2 separate regions of the Sus scrofa genome follow, and region 2 is linked to region 1. Evidence: chromatin contacts called from public HiChIP or PLAC-seq data. All regions are on one chromosome and are shown on one strand. The core of a region is the stretch at or near the end of the contact, and the rest is flanking DNA. Distances in the headings are between cores, read along the strand shown.

The links. HiChIP or PLAC-seq counts read pairs in DNA pulled down with a chosen protein or histone mark.
Region 2: a contact with region 1 is called in an H3K27ac HiChIP or PLAC-seq map of alveolar macrophages. The contact joins two enhancer-like sites. A contact is called at or near these places in 1 of 5 promoter capture datasets (liver), 7 of 47 Hi-C or Micro-C datasets (embryonic fibroblasts, fetal heart ventricle, fetal skeletal muscle and 3 more) and 2 of 2 datasets of contacts at active chromatin or transcription factors (alveolar macrophages and skeletal muscle).

The regions. Positions count from the first base shown.
Region 1 is chr17:50,362,513-50,367,700 of Sscrofa11.1, reverse strand. PREX1 (phosphatidylinositol 3,4,5-trisphosphate-dependent Rac exchanger 1 protein) reads left to right here. Exons shown (of 40, transcript XM_021078040.1): 30 at 208-336; 31 at 1,928-1,969; 32 at 2,971-3,188. Among named protein-coding and RNA genes, the nearest start is that of PREX1, 190 kb to the left of the region's middle. Within about 2 kb of position 2,585, at least 2 of the 83 cell types and tissues checked have an H3K27ac peak or open chromatin away from gene starts, as enhancers often do. A contact at or near this core is called in alveolar macrophages, where this site is marked.
Region 2 is chr17:50,734,614-50,739,801 of Sscrofa11.1, reverse strand. No RefSeq gene overlaps it. Among named protein-coding and RNA genes, the nearest start is that of CSE1L, 7.7 kb to the left of the region's middle. Within about 2 kb of position 2,696, at least 30 of the 83 cell types and tissues checked have an H3K27ac peak or open chromatin away from gene starts, as enhancers often do. A contact at or near this core is called in alveolar macrophages, where this site is marked.

The DNA.
Region 1 (5,188 bases), core at 1,336-3,835:
TGCCACAGGTGTGCTTCCATGAATTAGTGGCAGGCTTATCATGTATTTGCCGTCTGTGGACCAGTTAATACCCAAGAGTCCTGCAGCATCCTTGATCTAGGATTCTGAGCTTTGGAATCTAGTGGTGGGACAGAGGCCTTTGTGCCACCATTTCCCAAAGCTACCTAACTGTCCCTTTCCTGCTCTCGTGTCCCTTTCCTGCCCCAGAGTTCAAACAGAAGGAGGAGTGTACAATCCGTGGCCGGAGCTTGATCCAGATCAGCATCCAGGAGGACCCCTGGAACCTCCCCAATTCCATCAAGACCCTGGTGGACAACATCCAGAAATATGTGGAAGGTCAGTCGGGCAGAGAAGGATGCGACGTGGAGGTTTTGTGGTGTTCGGTTCCTAAAGAGGAACATGGAAGAGTCAGGAATGCCCCCCCCCCGCCCCCTGTGGCCCTGGCGCTCCAGGTGCAGTGAGAGGACGCGAGCCAGTGCCCCTCTCCCAGACGTGTCCTGCCCTGGGCGGGGCCTGGGACAGTTCGGGAACCACGGATGTGGGGTGCTGGGGACTTCCTTGCAGAGTCAGGAGGCTGGGAGGCCTTCCAAAAATTGTGGATTTCATTCATTTCTTTTGTTCATTATCAAGGTTACAAGTTGGGGCCGGGGGTGGAGGTACAGGTCCTGACTCAGGCCCATAGTTAGGTTTTTGATGCTGCGGTGTTGAAAAATGAGAATCTGCTGCCAGCGTTTATAATCCAAGATCCCACATAAAAGCTGTCTTTCTGGCTATTCTCGAACAATCAGAAGATCTGGTGATAACCGGCTCGCAATCCCACATTCACACTTGGCTGGAGCTGAGTGGTGGCTCCAGCTTGAGGTGGAGGAGGGGTGCCTTCCAATCCGCGTGGTTCCCACCACGCCCTGCGGCCTGGGCTCTGCATTACCTGCCTGGCCCTTGGCAGCATTTGAACCTGGAACTCCTGAGTTAGAAGGACCCAGGCCAGGGAGACATTTAACCAGGTCAGCTAGGCCATGACCCCAGGAACAGCACCCTCTGAGTAGGAGGGGACATCTTTGCTGGCCCTGAGCTGTCCTATTTTCCAAACTGCCATTGGTTAAGAGCATAGGCTCTGGAGCCAGATGGCCAGTGCTGGAACCCCAGCTCTCCCACTTATTGGCTGTGTGACCTTGGCAAGTTCCTTGACTTCTCTGTGCCTCAGTCTCTTCATGGGTTCACAAGGCTACCCCCCTCAGGGTTCTCGTGAGAATTAAATGAGCCAATGCAAAGAAGATGCTTAGCGCCCTGCCTGGCGCTGGTAAATCTCAGTGAGTGCACGTGGCTGTTGTCACCACACCCAGCCCTGCGTCTTGGCGCCTCCCCAGGACAGAATGTATTTCCAGAGGCCAAATCCAGAAGCCTTTCAGATTTTTCTTTTAAGCCCCTTCTGGGCCCAAGGGCCTTTATTTGAAGGAAGGAGACCAGGATGTGAGACCTGCATCTGGCAGGTGTGAGCTTTGTCTCCACGCGGGTAGGGCTTGGCCGTGTAGGATGTGACTACTGAGCATGCGTGTGAACGTATGTGACCTGAGTGGGCGCCCACGTGAATGTACATAGGTGTGTCAGTGTGTGCCCATGCACAGGTACAAGGTGCAGCTGGGGGGCTCTGGCCCAGGAGTTGGAGGGGTGGGTTTCAGTCCCCGTTTGGCGGGTGTATGTAAACAGGTGGGGTGCAGCTCACAGTTGAGCTTCCATCCCCCGAGGTCTGGGGGTTTCTGGAATCCGCCCAACGTCAATCAAAGCTTCTTGAGCATGACTGTGTGTACCCACTGTCACCACTGAGGAGTCAGAGCCCGAGGGCTGTGGGGAGGGCCCAGCTCTGTTCCCTCCTGCTCACCGCTCACTGCTCTCATCCCATCTCCCTTCTCGGTCCTTCTCCTTCCAGATGGAAAGAACCAGCTGCTCCTGGCCTTGCTGAAATGCACAGGTGAGGGCTTTTGGAAGGGCACCTGTGGTGTGCACCCACTCACGGCTGCTGGCTCTCATGACTGCAGCCCAGGGAGGCCTCTGCTGGCCAAGGTTGACCTTCCTGAGGTCATTGGGGCCTGCACGGGGGAGGCAACACGGTGGCCTCTTGCTCCTCCAAGAACTCCTTAGACCTCACTTCTTCCCCTTGTGTCCAGGGGACCAGTCTCAGGGTCCCGGAGCCAGCAGCAATGTCTCTTGCCGCCTCCCAGGCCTTGGCGATCGGGACGGGGACACGGGATAGTGCACCCTTGATTAGGGAGGCTCTTCCCTCAGCTGGGGGCTTCCTCCCCAGCAGACAGAGGGGAGCAGGGGGGTTCATGGTGGGCGAGGACAGTCTTGGAACATTGGAGGTGTTTTCAGACCCTCCTTTCCTTCCAGAAGTTCTCAGACAAGCAGCAGCTAGAATAGGATTGAGGTCAGAATCGTCTGAAAACCCATGGCCAGATTCAGTCATTGAAAATAATCCCTTCCAGGAGGTTGGGACCCTGAATGACTGCCCCCAGTTGGCCAGTCCTGGAAATCATGTCACGAGCAGGCGGCAGGGAAGTGGGGGTGGAGGGCATGACGGGAAGAAGACGTAGTTGTCAAAATAGAGGAAGCGGTAAACTGCATTTCCTAAAACATGGAGCTTGGCATCACTGTCATTCTCAGGCAAGGCCGAGAAATTTCCTAACAAATGGAGAAACAGCTGAGGGTCAGGGTTTGGGGAGAGCCTTTGGAAAATTACAAGTTTTTTTTTTTTTTTTTAAATAGGCAGACGGGTCATTCAGAGTTGAGTTTCTTAGCAAATTGGCTTGATTTTGGAGAGTTGATGTTTATGGAATTGGCCTTGGGGCCTGGGATGAATTAATTTTGGCAGGTTGGCCCCAGAGAGGTGGTTGGGTCTGGGAAAGGGGGCGTTTCTGGGCCCTGAGGTCACAGGAGCCCTGCCCGGCGGGGTCCTGCCCCCTCTGCCCACAGACACAGAGCTGCAGCTGCGAAGGGACAGCATCTTCTGCCAGGCCCTGGTGGCCGCCGTGTGTACCTTCTCTGAGCAGCTGCTGGCAGCCCTGAGCTACCGCTACAACAACAACGGCGAGTACGAGGAGAGCGGCCGGGACGCCAGCCGCAAGTGGCTGGAGCAGGTGGCGGCCACCGGTGTCCTCCTGCACTGCCAGTCCCTGCTCTCGCCAGCCGTGGTGAGTAGGGGAGGGGGCGGGCTTGCTCACCCAGTTCATTCATTCAGCAGTTATTTATCCAGCGCCACTGTTACAGGCCCTGGGGACCCAACAAGGGACAAAACAGAGAGGTTTTGTAGGTGGTCTTATATCCTAGTTTTGGGAGGCAGACATAAGCAAGTGAGGAAGAGGAATGGTATAGACCAGTGGTTGTTACCAGGACAGTTTTACCCCTGGGGACACTCAGCAGTGTCTGGGGGCATTTTGGGTTGTCACAACTACGGGAAGGGGTCGGGGGCTACTGGTGTCTGGTGTGTAGAGCCAAGAATGCTGCTAAACCCCCTGCAGCACACAGGATGCTCAGCCCGCCCCCCAGCACAGTTACCTGCCCCAGGTGTCAAGAGTGCTGCAGTTGAGAAACCCTCATACTTAGTGATAAGGGGAAAAATTAAGCTGGGAAGAGAATGAGAAGGTCTGGGGTGGTGGCAGTTGAAAGTTTCCATAAGGCAGCCAGTGAGGGCCTCCCTGAGAAGGTGACATCTGACCTAAGTGCAGGAGGGGAGGGCTGAGCCAGGAGGACACAGGGGAGGAGCCTTCCAGGCAGAGCAGCAGCTGCAAAGGCCCTGAGGCAGGAACTTGCACACAGTGTTTGGGACACAGTGAGGTGCCCATTGTGGCTGCAACAGAGCCAGGGGAGGGGAGGAGGGAGGGGAGTCCTCACTGGGGTCTGACTGTGCGGGTCTCACCGGCTGTGGTTGGAGTTTGGCCGTTACTCTGAGTGGGTGGGAGCCGGGGCAGGTTTTGAGCAGAGGAGGTCCAGGATCTGACTTTGACACTTAAAGGATCCTGCAGGCTGTGACGTGGGGAAGCTGGGAGGCCAGTGAGCAGGCTTCTGTGATCATCCAGGTGTACTTCCTCGGTGCCTATAGCATCTCGTGGAGTCCTCGAAGTGGCCCCAAGGCAGGTGCTTACCACCTGCGCAGTTTTTAAGGATGAGAACACTGAGGCCCAGGGAGCCAGGTGTGCCCCTAGGCCCAGTGCCCCTAGGCTGCCCTGCTTTCTCTGCATCTCCTCTTTTGCTCCGAGTGCCCTACCTGTTCAGGGCTCAGAATCAGGATGGGTCCCTTTGGGCCCTGCGCTTTCTAGGCACTGCTACCCAGAGCCAGTGCCCCCCACAAATACAGCCAGCAGCAGTGTTTGCTCTGTGCTTTTTGCCTTGCCACCGTGTGCCCAGGCCTGAGCTTCCCGCACCTCTGCAGCCCTGAGCCTCTTGGAACAGGCTGGGCCGGGCTGGAAGCCATAGCTGCGGGCAGGTGGGGACAGTGTGCCCTTGGTGCAGCCTCTGCTGGCTGATGTTGCAGATGGGCACCTGCCTGGTGGAGACCCCCCCCCCCCCGTCACTTGGTTCGTGGAAGCCCCAGCCCTCACTTCCCCCTTCTCAGATGAGGATACTGGGCCCAGTGTGTTAATTCACCGACTCCAGGATGTGCGGGCCCTGAGCTGGGTGCGGGGGCTGAAGCTGACTTCCTTGTTGGGGGAAGAGGGAGGAAAGCTGGAAAGAAGGGAGGTTGTGCAGAAGATTTAGAGGCTGATGGGGTGTCTTTGGATTTAAATGGTCAGAGATGGCTTCTCTGAGGGGGTGACAGAGAGGCAGCTTCGAAGCTGAGACCTGAGTACAAAGACCATTAGCTTGGTAAATGGTCTGAGGAAGAGTGTGCCAGGCAGAGGGAACAGCGCGTGCAGAGGTCCTGAGCAGAGGCCAGCATGGCTGGAGGGGAGCAGGCCCGGGGGTCAGGGCTACATCTGCAGGGCCTGGGACTTGATTCTGGGCGCAGAGGCGGGTAGTGGTTCAGAGGCTTTGAGGCAGGTGAGTAATAGCATTTGAGGTAAGTTTTTAAAAGATAACTTGTTAGTCCCAGAGGACCCCTGGCAGTCTGTCCCGGGCTGCCCCGCTCCCTCTGCATCTCTGGTTTTGTCCCTGCCACCCTTGGTGAGTGGGGTGGAGGGTGGCGATGCACTGT
Region 2 (5,188 bases), core at 1,447-3,946, 370 kb before region 1:
GCATGGTGGAAAGTCCACATAGTACAAACAGCATTTGATCTTTCACTAATTAGGACATTAACTGTAGGTCATATGCTGAATATTTAGGCCCTTCATGTTCTTTATCTGATGTTCTCTGAGAGGCATGTGAGTTTCCCAGCATGTGATTCTGGCTTTGTCATCGTTAAAGGGTACTTCAGTCAGCTTTTGGTTTATATTTTGAAGCTATTATGCGGATAAAAGATTCCTGCAGTTTCTCCTTGATGACGTCTACCATGTGATAATGTGAAATATTCTTCTTTGGCCTTTTCAAAGCTCTCCTCCTCCAATTCTATCTTGTCTGATATCAATATCATTAGAACTGCTTTCTTTTCTTTCTTTTTTTCTTTTTAGGGCCGAAATTAAGACCTAAGGAAGTTCCCTGACTAGGGGTCAATCAGAGCTGCAGCTGTCAGCCTGCACCACAGCCACAGCAACCAGGGATCTGAACTGCATCAGATCCCTGTGTCACAGCTTGCAGCAATGCTGGCTCCTGAACCCCCTGAGCGAGGCCAGGGATCAAAACCGCATCCTCATGGAGGCTCGTCAGGTTCTTAATCCGCTAAGCTACAATGGGAATTCCCTGGACCTGCTTCCTTTCCAGTGACAATTTCCTGGCCATTTTCTCTGAACCCAGCTTTATCAACATGTAATTGACACATCCCTCACCGTCCCTTTATCCTTTTGGGTCAGCCTGGTTAAGAGTGTGGACTTGAGCCAGACTACACAGGTTAAGATCCCAATGCCATCCATCTGTGTGACATTGGTCAAATTACTTATAACTTGATTGCCTCATCTCTAAAATAGTATCTGGATAATAAATACTATTTTGCCTCTTAGGGTGGTTATGAGATTTAAAGGGTCAATATGTATGAAGCCCATGAAAGAGCACCTGGGAAACTAAGTGCCCAAGTGTGTTAGCTGTTGGGACCATTTGTTATGTTCAGTGGGAGTGTATTTTGAATGGCCTCCCATTGCCCCCCGCCCAGGTCCCCCTCCCATTGCTGATCCCCAGGTGGTACGACCTTAGACCTGGGCTAGCTTTTGGCCCCTTGCCTTGGCCCCTGTGCTTTAGAGGGCTCCACCCTCCAGCCACTCACTACCCACATGCCAGGTGGGTGCACTTTCCTGCTCACCAGGAACCCATGCCACCTCCTTTCAGACCACCTTCCAGTCACACAGGATCCTGGAAGTCCCCACCCTTAGGCCCTGAACCCTCTTCCAGGGTCCTTGGAAAGCTCTCGCTGTCACTTCTGAGAGCAAGTGCAAAGCAGGTGTGAACACCCCTAAGCTGGAAGTGTGATGAGGGGGCAGACGCGTGTGCAGCAGGTTTGGACGGAGCTGGACATCTGCACACACACATTCACAGCCTTGTGGTGCAGGCTGAGGCTTGAGGACGGAGGAGGAAGGCTGCAGGACAAAGGCCAATTCTCCCCCTGCTGCTCGGATCTGGCATGGAACTCTGGGGAGCCTGAGAATTCGAATTTCTATTGTCCATTTTTATTTCTTGATAATTCAACTTTTGAACCTGGACTTCCAGGTATTACAAAGATATTTACCAAAGAAGGAGGTTAGAACATTTTTTTTTTTGTCTTTTCTAGGGCCGCTTCCCACGGCATATGGGGGTTCCCAGGCTAGGGGTCAAATCAGAGCTGTAGCCACCGGCCTACACCAGAGCCACAGCAACGTGGGATCCAAACCGCGTCTGCGACCTACACCACGGGTCACGGCAACGCTGGGTCCTTAACCCACTGAGCGAGGCCAGGGATCGAACCTGCAACTTCATGGTTCCTAGTCAGATTCGTTAACCACTGCGCCACGACAGGAACTCCAAGAGCATGTTTTATTCGCAAGTTTATTAGCCTGGCATATAACTTTGAGGCTTAGTGGCTGTGAGCCCAACATTTGTATTTCTGCCCCAGAACCGGCAGATGTCAGTAGAGGGCTGTGCTCCCAGCCTTCTGGAGCCAGTGTCCCCTTGATCTACAACTGTTTGTTCCCCAGCACAGGAAGCAGCCCTTCTCGGTGTGAGACCCCTCCTTAGGGAGGGACTCAAAGGAGCATCAAAGAGGCAGTGGAGGAGGGAGATGAGGCAGGAGCTAACGGCTCTCAAGCACTGAGAGGTGATGTGGGGTAGAGGGCTCTAGAGCCAGACTGCAGGGCTTTGAATCTGTGTGGCTTTGGACAAGTTCGTTCTCCTCTCGAGCCCCATATAAAAAATGGGGTGTGATGATGATAATAAGTACCTACCTTACGGAGCTGTCCTGAGGATTAAAGGGGATGATGTGAGCAGAGCAAAATGCAAATGATCATTCTTCCTTTGATCACTGCTCTGCTGCTGGGTGCTGTCACAGAAATGACAGGGGGAAAACAGGCTGAACAATGGCTGAAATGGCAAGCGCCTATAAAATGACCAAAAGGGAAGCCTAACAGAGGGAATAAAATTCTCTTTCCCTTCTTCTTTGGTGGAGGGGAAGGGGAAGTGTGACCAGGGAATGTGGAGCCTCAAACTGGAGCCCTTTGGGCACCTTCGAGTTGCAGATTGAGCACCTTCCCCAATGTTCTCAGGGGAAGCAGGTGCCTGGGGCCAATTTCTGTCATGGCGGCTATGGAGGAGTGGGTCTTTGGGCGGCAACTTCCTCTTCAAGCTGAGCAAGGCAAATGGAGAGTGGAACTGCCAGCGGAAAGAAAGGAAATGACCAAGACAGCACAGGAAATGACCTAATATTCCTGAGTTTGTGAACCGTCCCATGATCATCCTAGAATTTCCACTTAAAAAAAAAAAAAACTAAAAAAAAAAAAAAAAAGGCTCTGCATTTTTCCTTCACTTAAATTCATTGAGTGGGGAGTTCCCTCGTGGCCTATTGGTTAAGGACTCAGTATTGTCACTGCTGTGGCGCAGACTAATGCTGTGGCTTGGGTTCAATTCCTGACCTGGGAATTTCTGCATGCTGCTAGCACAGTACTCTTCCCCGCCAAAAAAATTCATTGAGAGAATTTTGTATCTGGTACTGTGTTCCAGTGGGTGAGATTATCATAAACAAAACAGCCATGGTCACTGCCCCCATTCCAGTGGGGGAGACACAGCAAGCAGACTGCTGCAGATGGCAGTGAGCTCAGAGGAGGACATCAAAATGGGAACAAGGAGTTAGCATGTGGGTTGAAGCCAGGAGGAGGAACTGGCATGACGTGACCTAGAGAGAGGGCATTCCAGGCAGAGGAATAGCATGGGCAAAGGCCCTGAGGCAGGAACAAGTGTGGAACTCTTAAGAAGTCATGACTTAAAAAACTGAGGTAGGAGTTCCTGTTGTGGCTCAGTGGTTAACGAACCTGACTGGGAACCATGGGATTTCGGGTTCGATCCTTGGCCTTGCTCAATGGGTTAGGGATCTGGCGTTGCCCTGACCTGTGGTGTGAGTGGCAGATGTAGCTCGGATCCCGTGTTGCTATGGCTCTGGCATAGGCAGGCGGCTACAGCTCGGATTAGACCCCTAGCCCTGGAACCTCAGCATGCCACGGGAGCTGCCCTAGAAAAGGCAAAAAGACCAAAAAAAAAAAACAAAACAAAAAAAAAACACACAAAAGGCAAAAAACAAAACTGAGGTACAGTTGATTTACAGTGTTGTGTTAGTTTCAGATGTATAGCAAACTGACTCTGATCTATTTATCTATATATCTTTTTCAGATTCTTTTTCATTAGAGGTTATTATAAGATATTATATATAGTTCCCTGTGCTTTACTAGTAAGTCCTTGTTTATCTGTTTTAGAAATAGTAGTATGTATCTGGAAATCCCAAGCTCCTAAATTATCCTTCCCTCCCCCCTTTCCTCTTTGGTAATCATAAGTATGTCTACTTCTGTTTCATAAATAAGTTCATTTGTGTCATTTTTTTTAGATTCCACATACGAGTGATATATTTGTCTCTTTTTTTTTTTTTTGGTTTTTTTGTCATTTCTTGGGCTGCTCCCACAGCAGATGGAGGTTCCTAGGCTAGAGGTCAAATTGAAGCGTAGCCACTGGCCTACGCTAGAACCACAGCAATGCAGGATCTAAGCCGCGTCTGCGACCTATACCACAGCTCACGGCAATGCTGGATCCTTAACCCATTGAGCGAGGCCAGGGATCAAACCCGCAACCTCATGGTTCCTAGTCAGATTCGTTAACCACTGAGCCATGACGGGAACTCCATATTTGTCTTTCTTGACTTAGCATGATAACCTCTAGGTTCACACATGTTGCTGCAAATGGCATTATTTCATTCATTTTTTTTTTTTTTTGGTATATTCTAGGGCCCCACCCGAGGCATATATGGAGGTTCCCAGGCTAGGGGTCTAATCGGAGCTACAGCTGCCAGCCTATAGCACAGCCACAGCAACGCGGGATCCGAGCTGTGTCTGTGACTTACACCACAGCTCACGGCAATGCCGGATCCTTAACCCACTGAGCCAGGCCAGGGATTGAACTCGCAACCTCATGGTTCCTAGTCGGATTTGTTAACCGCTGAGCCACAATGGGAACTTCTATTTCATTTTTTTTTATGATTAATATTCTATTCTGTATATGTAGGCTATGTATAGAAAACATAAAAAAGTGTTTTCCTTCCAGCTTCCATGATCTGTCCACAGGCCTCTTCTATTGAATGATGCTTAGCTTTTGCTTGCTTCTCAGAAACACATAGCACTCCGGAGAAGAAAATCAATATGCCATTATTGAAGCTCAAATTCACTCAAGCCAAGAAGTTTATTAGAACACATGGGTATTTCTTGGACATAAATCAAGATAAACTCTTTAGGCAAATCTGAATTAAGGAGCCTATAGAAGCTTTATGCAAAGCTTTTGGTGTCTCTGGGAAAGATGAAAACTATTATAGAATTATTCTCAAAGGCTCAATCTTCAGTTGAGCATCAGAATAAAAAAAAATTATTTTTGCCAGAATCCTTGGTAGGCGGCAGGTCTCCCCATCCCTTCTCTTTCTCCTCTTGCTGTGGGAAGGTAGCTGCATTTACTAAGCTGGATGCTCCTAAGTTGTGACACCAATCACTAACCCAAGGACAACTTAGATTTCTTAAACTGGACCACAGGCATGTTCTACAGGTTTGCAAAAATTCCAGGGAACCACTTTGGTTCTCTGAAAAAGGAAAAGTACTTTTGCCTAAATGTGTTCCAGTC